Linked DNA regions of Mus musculus: region 1 is linked to region 2. The links are chromatin contacts, called in public HiChIP or PLAC-seq maps. All regions are on one chromosome and are shown on one strand. The core of a region is the stretch at or near the end of the contact, and the rest is flanking DNA. Distances in the headings are between cores, read along the strand shown. Region 1 has its middle 18 kb from the start of Ttc30a2. Region 2 overlaps Agps (alkylglycerone phosphate synthase).

The links. HiChIP or PLAC-seq counts read pairs in DNA pulled down with a chosen protein or histone mark.
Region 1: a contact with region 2 is called in an H3K27ac HiChIP or PLAC-seq map of embryonic stem cells, with 2.2 times the contacts expected there. The contact joins two enhancer-like sites. A contact is called at or near these places in 2 of 39 promoter capture datasets (the HPC-7 cell line and liver), 3 of 15 datasets of contacts at CTCF or cohesin (embryonic stem cells, large pre-B cells and pro-B cells), 8 of 484 Hi-C or Micro-C datasets (the HPC-7 cell line, bone marrow-derived dendritic cells, embryonic stem cells and 4 more), 15 of 115 datasets of contacts at active chromatin or transcription factors (bone marrow-derived dendritic cells, bone marrow-derived macrophages, embryonic limb bud and 3 more) and 4 of 9 other capture datasets (adipose tissue, embryonic stem cells, liver and 1 more).

The regions. Positions count from the first base shown.
Region 1 is chr2:75,958,197-75,962,529 of GRCm38.p6, forward strand. No RefSeq gene overlaps it. Among named protein-coding and RNA genes, the nearest start is that of Ttc30a2, 18 kb to the right of the region's middle. Within about 2 kb of position 1,850, at least 111 of the 459 cell types and tissues checked have an H3K27ac peak or open chromatin away from gene starts, as enhancers often do. A contact at or near this core is called in embryonic stem cells and uterus, where this site is marked.
Region 2 is chr2:75,867,811-75,871,872 of GRCm38.p6, forward strand. It overlaps Agps (alkylglycerone phosphate synthase), which reads left to right. Exons shown (of 20, transcript NM_172666.3): 10 at 495-603. Among named protein-coding and RNA genes, the nearest start is that of Gm34861, 38 kb to the left of the region's middle. Within about 2 kb of position 2,126, at least 24 of the 459 cell types and tissues checked have an H3K27ac peak or open chromatin away from gene starts, as enhancers often do. A contact at or near this core is called in embryonic stem cells and uterus, where this site is marked.

The sequences.
Region 1 (4,333 bases), core at 600-3,099, 90 kb after region 2:
TTTGGATGACAATTTCAGGTTTTTTTTTTTTTTTTTTTTTTTTTTTTTTTTTTTTTTTTTTATTAAAGCTTGCTCTCTTGGGGGCCATAGACACCACAGATGAAAACTTCTCTGCTATGTTTAGCTGCTGTTAGTCAAAGTACTGAGTACCTTTTTATGTTTTTAGAATTTCCTAAACGGCTTAAAAGCAAAGATAATGGAAGAGGGCAATATATTTCCCTTTATTAACGTAGCTGCATTTCCAGAGATATTTCTTTTCAAATAGCTCATGAAAGGACTTGCTCAGGATTGTCATAGCAATAAAGAATCTCGAGCATGGATCCATCAGCTACCCTCTAGGTGTCCGGCCTTTGACTGATGCTATCACCTTCACAGGTCTGTGTTTCTTCTGGACAAAACAAAAGGCAGGGAGCCACTACCCTCCTCTGACAAGTGGAAGAAAACTCTGCAGAAAATCAGGGCTCTTACAGCGGGAAATGCCTGATGTCATATATTTTCCTTAATAAAGACTAAGCTGGCCGTCCACTAAACCAATCTGAGAATGTGACCTGTAACTCACAGTCTTAATTACAAAGAGGCAACGTGAATAGGTTCATTAATGTGGTGAAGGAGCAGCGACCCTACCTGCCAAGTGGCAAGGTGGGAATAATTAATCTGGTCAATTAAAAGGAAATAGATAATTTAAAATGCAAAGGCATCCATGTGGCGCAATGCATTCTGCTCTCTGGAATTCCAGATTCCTGCCATCAATTCTACTCTTCTTCGTAATTTCCTTCATCTTTTGCTTTTGAAAAATGTGTCAGGCCACACTTGAATCAAATAGAAAACTCCTTCTGTTCTTAAAATTATGACCCGTTTCTGTCTTGTATTCTAAAATATTTATCCATTCTAGCATGTATTCTAGAAATGCACCCCCCACCCCGGGACTACTGAGTCCCCAGCCACACCACAGCAGTGGTCTCCCCCCCCCCCCCCCATCTTGTAGGGCTATTATAGTTTACTTTCCCTTCAAGATTGTTTGCCTATTTTTTTCTGCGGAATTTTCATACTTTAAAATTGCTAGAGTCTGAGCCACCCTGTCTGGCTTATCTAATCCCATTTATGATCCTATAACCTTGAAACTTGCCACAACCTGGCGTGCCAACAGCAGATCCTAAATACATAGGGTGGTGTGTTTGCTTTGTGGAACAGGAAATTAGTCAAACGGTTACTTTTCCGCAAATGTTCATAATTCCTCGTGACATTTACAAGCCCAGGAGTAGTGCTTAGACGCAAAAACAATTTCAGAACACCTCAGGGAGAAGCGAGCGGTTATCAACAGCAAGGCCGCTGCACTTTAGTGTTCGTAAGCGTCCATCAAGGGCTTGGCTGCAGCGCCAAGGAGAATCCACAGGTGCCAACTCTGCCGCCAGCCAGCATGGGTTAATGCGACCTTGCTGTGTGAAGTCCAAAGAGAAAAGAATGTATCAGTGTCTTAATCCTTCTCAGCTGGTGCAAGCCCAGGCCCGGGGCAGACGTTTATACCACTGCCTTTGTGATCACAGTAAAGCTTAAAAAAAAAAAAAAAAAGGGAGCAACATCTGGGGTTTTCAGTCCGCTCAAAGGAAGGCTTTTTATGGTGAGAATCTGAGTTGTTCCAGTCGCTAAAGAAGGGAAATTCTCATCTAAAAGAACAACAAAAACCCAACTCAAACGCTTTGGTGGTAAAGTACAAGGCGATAAGGTCTCTGTTTCCTAGGTGTTAGACTTGGCAAGCCAGACAGCGCCAGGGTGGAGTGGAGATTGCGCTGGCCGAGCTCAGACTCAGTGGTGCAGATTGTCGGCTCTGCAGGAGGCCCGCAGCGGCCATATGTGCGGAGCTGAGTGAGATGGGATAAACAGCTGCTGCCAGGAGTCTGACGCCTGGCAAGCAGGCTGGCCCAAGCCCTCCTGTTTCCAAAATCAAAATCACCAGAGGGATTCCCCTTCCTGCAGTTCCAGCCAGTAGTTTTATAAAACCATAAAGCACCGCTGTATTGTGGTTTGTAATAATCCCTTACATTTGTAAAGCATTTTACAGTTTACTAAGCACTTTACAGACGTTATTTCATTTGAGCCTTCTAACGGCCCTGGAGAGCAGCAAGGCGCAGACACAGCGATTGGCTATCCAAAGATGGAGAAAGGGAGTCCCAGACAAGGATGCCACGAACTGGGTGTGTCACTTTGGCCATTGTCTCCTCACATCTGACCTGGAGCTGCCCATGGATATGCGCTCCACCACCCTCCCCCTACCGCCCCCTTTTGGGAACTTGGAGGTCCAGGAAGTGATCGCAGCTAAAGTTATTGTGTGACTCCATTTGTTTTTCTTTTGTGTAAGCATCAGAGGCTCTGCCCTGGGTCTTTCCTTTTAAGACAGCAGGGGAAGGAAGAAAGTTGGAAGGAGCTAGCAAGGAGTCAAGAGGCGCGGGGCATGCTGGGTGCAGGATCCTAAGTGCAAGGGACTTCAGAGCTGCTGGGTTCTCAAGTCAGCACCGCACTGCAAAGATCAGCAGAGATGACCTTCGCACAGAGGAAATGATTCACTGTCCCTTTGTTCTCCAAGGCTGTCACCAAAGCACACTGCAGAGAAACAGGCCCTTGACCTGGAAATCTCTGGGCTTGCTCTCATGTGTCACCAGACTTACTGAAAAACTCCACAGGGACATGTACTGAGATTCCCCCCTGACCGGTGAACAAACGGAGTGTGAACCCAAGCTTGTTCAAGCCTCTGAGATGGAAGAAGGCATGGTAGACTCTGCAGCTCTTAGCTGCCATGACCCTTCCTAAAGCAATCAGGGGGCGAGGAACGCTACACATTTTGGCTTTAGTGTCTTTACATCAATTGATGCCAGCACAAGACTTGTACCAGGCAAAGTTAAGTAGGCGTGAGGATTTTTTTCAAGGCTGTTGCAGTTGGTGAGAGGCCAGAACTCAGTCTGGATTCAACTCTGCTGAAGCGGGGATAGGATTTTTAAGCAGTGGGGTGAGAAGGAGATTGAGCCGTCTGTTTGTTAAGTGGCTTCAGCCAAAGGAAGCCACCTTCTCATGTCTTCTCAACAGATGGTAGTCCCACTATTTTGATGCCAGGAAAGTTGGGCTCCCCTCCCCACACCACAGAATAGGGTACGGGGTTCAGATGTAAGAAGGATGGTCTCTCCTTTGATGATTGTGTTTCAAGCTGTCACGCCTATGTCCTTGAGAAGACATTCTTGGGTTATAAAAACAAGCAAGAGACTTTAAAAATGATTTAAATTATCCCGTGTCAGGATTTAGAACGGGAGCAAACAAACAAACAGCCCGGGTGACGTTTAGCCATGCTGAGGTGTTTCAGAGCATGGATGTAGGTCTGAAGAGTGCCCGTTTAGAAGCTGGAGAGATGGCTTAGTGGTTAGGAACACTGGCTGCTCTTCCAGCTCTGTTCCTAGCATCCGCATGGTAGCTAGTAACCATCTGTAATCCACTTCCGGGAGATCTGACGCCCTTTTGTGGCCTTTGACTGAACTTCATACATGTGGGGTACAGATATAAATGCGGTCAAAACATCCGTATACATCAAAATAATTATCTACTAAAAAAAGAAAGAGAGAGATCTTTTCATAGAACTCCTCTGACAGTGCATAGAAGCAATACAGTGTCCACCCAGAGGATCTTTGTCTTCAGGAAGGATTACACAGCAGAGGTAAAGTCAAAACACTAAGTAATTTAGGCTTTTCCCCAAAGCCCAAGAGAGATACACTTAAAGGTACAGATATTTTCACAGGAAGAAGACTCCTTGTGAATGTCCATACCCCACTTAGGTTATAATTAGTTCGACAACCCTCAGGTGCACACCACATTCTGCCAGAAAACTCCGCTCCACCAAATCTCCAGTCGTTTACTCTGCAGAAGTCACCGGGGACGTTGACAAACTGGTTAGTGACAGCCATCAAACTTCAAAAAACATTAAAGCATGGAGGGCCTGAAATCTTATGGTTGGATCCACTTGCCAATATTTCTACCAAGTAAGAAGGTGCAACGTACTCTCCGCTCTCCTCCTGTGCCCGCCTCCCCATTCACTGACTACAGTGATGTCCAGCAATGATGTACCTTTGTTATTGAGAAGTATTTCCCAAGTTCACACGAACCCTTTCTCCTTTCCCTCTTTATCTTCTGTCACTCCCCTCCCTGCTCCTACTTGAAACAATTAGTCCCGTCTTCTTGTAGTTGGTTTCTTCTCTGCTCTGTCTTGGGAGGTAGCTTTAGGAGAGAAAGGGGTGTTCTGTCCTTCCTCTTGTGTGAGGCAACATGTCTGCCAAGTTGCCCATTCTTGTTGTGG
Region 2 (4,062 bases), core at 876-3,375:
GTGTAGTTTACTTTTTTTTCCCTAAAGATTTTTTAAGGGACAATGATTGTGCATACAACTAACATGCTTACTGCATGAGTTATTATGTAGCATATTATGTTTTTAAATTTCTTTGTAACTTAAGTGTCCTTTGAAGCTCATAAGTTGCATAGCTTTTATGTAAGTGCTAAGAAGACTGGTATCTTAGTCTTTGTGGCTACAGTAGAACTCACAAAAAGTTTCTTTAATAGACGTATAGGCTTAAAAATACAATTAAGTCATGATACTAGTATCTAATTATTAGAAAAATGTTGAAAATTATTATATTTATCCTCAGTGTACAAATCACTAAAAGATGTGAGAATTCTGAAGGTCATCACAACTTATGGCTTAGCTCACTATTTAATAAGTAGTATTATTATAAAGGTATAATTTATTATAAATGAGTGTGTGTGCAAGTACAGACATAGATGTAACGGGTGTGTGGAATTTATATTGCGCATTGTATTAAACAGGTGGTTCATATGAAAATGGTAACACCTAGAGGTGTAATAGAGAAAAGCTCCCAAGGACCTCGTATGTCAACGGGCCCTGATATCCATCACTTCATTATGGGATCTGAAGGTTGGTGTATTTGTAAAGTTGTTAGGAAAATATGAAGTTAATGACTTCATTTTGTGAAAGTCTGTGATATCACACAGTCTGTGATATCTTTGAAAGAATGGTATGCTTTATATATGTAAAGAGTAATGAGTTTTTATGACTTACTATGTTTTAATTCATAAAGATTTTAATTCATAAGGGTTTTCTGAGAATGACTTACTCAGTTTTCTTCTACACTTTAGTCTTATATATTTCTAATGACAGTGTGATTTTTTTTGTTTGTTTTTATTTTCAAAATTTTTAGTGAATCTTAAAAACAGTGGTTAAATATTTTAACTTTGTATATTACAGTTAAATTCTATCAGGCTGACAAAGCATTTTCTTTCTCTCTTGTTTTCCTATAATTATGTGTTTTATTACTTAGTGTTGGATGATTTTAGAAACTGCTTTAAATTCCATTATTCGTGTATCTTTTAAACTTTTGTTTGTCATTTAAATTTTTATTTTGTAAGTAATATGCATTGTTTGCTTGCTAATATTGGATAGGCTAGAATGCCATTCTTCAGATCTTCCAAATGTGTAATTCCTTCTGTTTTGCAAGCTGTCGAGTAAACACAGAAGGGAATGGTATGAGTAAACTTGGGCCTGTTTTTCAGATTGTGGAATAGGAACATCCCTTAAATTTAGAGAAATATGATAAATTTAAACAAAGTGTTTCTAACTTAGCTAAAGAACTCATTGCTTACTTCAAAAGATGGTTTGAGTTGAACAGATAGAGTTTGGAAACATTTAGTGTTATATTCAGAAATGAAAGAACACTTATAATAACTGTTGTTCCTACTCTGCTTGGGGTGGTGGGTAGGAAGTTGGAGGGCAGTGAGGAGACTTCTGCAGTGAGCAAGATGAAAAACCAACTGACTTCTCATTGAGCAGCTCATTTAAGTGGGGGGTGGGGGGACAAAGGCCATTTAAATCCTTTGGGGAGTGGGTAGAGGCTTTGGGGTGAATGTATATCTTTGGGTGGGGCCAAGGTGGTGGGAATGCCTGGGAATGACTTATTTGAAGAATCCCAGGTGCTTGCTGGAGTTAGGGTTTTTCTGCTGTGAACAGACACCATAACCAGTCAGCTCTTATAAGGACAACATTTAATTGGGGCTGGCTTACAGGTTCAGAGGTTCAGTCCATTATCATCAAGGCAGGAACATGGCAGCAGTCAGGCAGGCATGTTCTACTCCTTCATCTGAAGGCTGCTAGCACAATACTGGCTCTTAGTCAGCTAGGACAAGGGTATTAAAGCCTACACCCAAGAGGCTACACCTACTCTAACAAGGCCACACCTCCCAACAGTGCCCCTCCCTGGGCCAAGCATGTACAAGCCATCACACTGGAATGTGACCTTATGAGGAGAAAAGAAGTTTAACCTGTAACCAGGCCACCAGGCTACTTGATTACCTCAAGGTTGGCAGATGTAGGGCTTGTAAGGCTATGTGAGCAGGGACATGGAGGCCCAGAACAAGGCGGAAATGGTCCAACTTCTGGCAGGCTCAAGATGAGATTTTAGACAAGCCTTGACCGCACTCTTGTTCCAGGCAGCCCCACCCCCACCCACTTTGCAGTGCTTTTCAGCCTCACAAATAATTAAGGCATTCATGCATTGGTGTTTGGTTTAGGACCTGGGACTGGGGACTGAGGTGCATATTTTACATATCAAAGCAGACCTGTCTTCCAGGTTCTCCCAGCATCCCTTAGTTCCTGCTCCCAACCTTGAAAATTTCAGCTGAGAGGTTCTTCTCTATATAATCCAGATATTTTGGTCTCTTTCTTACTCTCTCCCCTCTCTCTTCTTTGCACATACCCCCTTTCTCTCTTTCTTCCCCTTCCCCTTCTTCCTTGGCTTTCATCTTTAGGGCCAGTGCCTTTAATATATTCTAACTCAGCTTGAATTGGTTCATTTCATTGGTAAAGAAGTAACCTATCAATCAGTTCTGATCTTTGACAGTAACAACAAAGAAAGAACAAACAACAATGTCTGCTAATGACATGGTAGAGATCATATCAAGTATTTGATGATAGATTAGCTATTTGTGATGGTGGTGGTGGTAGCTGTGGGGGTTGGTTTATGTGTACAGGTAGGTAGGTGTGTCTGGGTGTGTAGGTGATAGGTTGTGGGTAGGTGGGTGCGTGAGTACCTTTGCTTTGTGTGTATGCTTGAGGGTGAACACATGTGTGCACACAGTCTCCTTGCTTCATCAGTATTGCTCTTCTTGATTCATACCATTTTCTTCTTTGTAGTTCTTCTTTTTTTTTTTTTTTTTTTTTTTTTGAGACAGGGTCTTTATTATGTAGTTCTGATTGTCTTAGAACTTGTATGAAGACCAGTCTGGCCTCAAGCTCAGATCTGCGTGACTCTGTCTCCTGCGTGCTAGGATTAAAGGCGTGCACTACCATGCCTGACTTGCTTCTTAGCCCTTTTCACAATTCCTTATAGGTATGTGGTCCTCTCTAGGACCTGTATAGGATTATGATTTTATATAATATTTTGGCACTATTGTTGTATGAAGGTCTTTTGTATGTATTTTCTTTGTCCCTTAAATTGCTGTACTTTATTTTTTTTAATCTTCCTGTGCTCCTGTTTTTTTGGTTTTTGTTTATTTATTTGTCTGCTTGTTTTTAGAGGGTCTTACCCTTCAGCCTAGGCTGGCTTGGCATTTACTGTGTGGCTCTGAATGGTCTTAAATTTATAATCCTCTTGACTCAGTTTTCCAGATGCTGGGATTTCAGGTGTTAGCCATTGACCCCTCTGCCCTCAGCTCTGTTGTGTGGTCAACTGCTTAAGCATCCCTTCAGTCCTTCTCACACTTGCAGTCCTTTAGTGTTGAGAACTACAGTAGGTCGAAGGGAAGCTTTTCTTTTTATCTTTGCTTAGAGGTAATTTAAAGTTTATAGGGCATTTTGTTTTATTTATTTAATCTTTTTTTTTTCCTAAAATTGAAGTCATAGGCCTTGTACAGGGAGGACAGGGAGAGGACAGATTCAGAATCAGGTGACACCATTCTTTTTGTGCCCCTTTATTTTTAATTTTATGTGTATGTGTCTTTGCATATGTTTCTGTGCACCATGTATATGCGATGCCTGTGGAGGCCAGAAGAAAGTATTGGGTGCCCTGGAATTGTGAGTGTTGGGAATTAAACCTAGGACCTCTGAATGATCAGCCAGTGCTCTTAACCAGTGACCCCTCCCTCGATCCCCATTAACTCTTTTTGACACTTTCTCTTAATAATGAAGTTACCTGAGAGTATATTTTCAATTTATGTGAGGCTTTATTTGTTCAGGAAAATACTTGCTTTTTAATATTAAATAGCATGGGTTTCCTCTTATGGAGTGATTGCACAGGTGGGCATATTTTTCCTGATAGTTTTTTTTTTGTAGTTCATAGGGTTCACAGCTAGATTAGACTGTTGATGCTTTTTCTAACAGCAC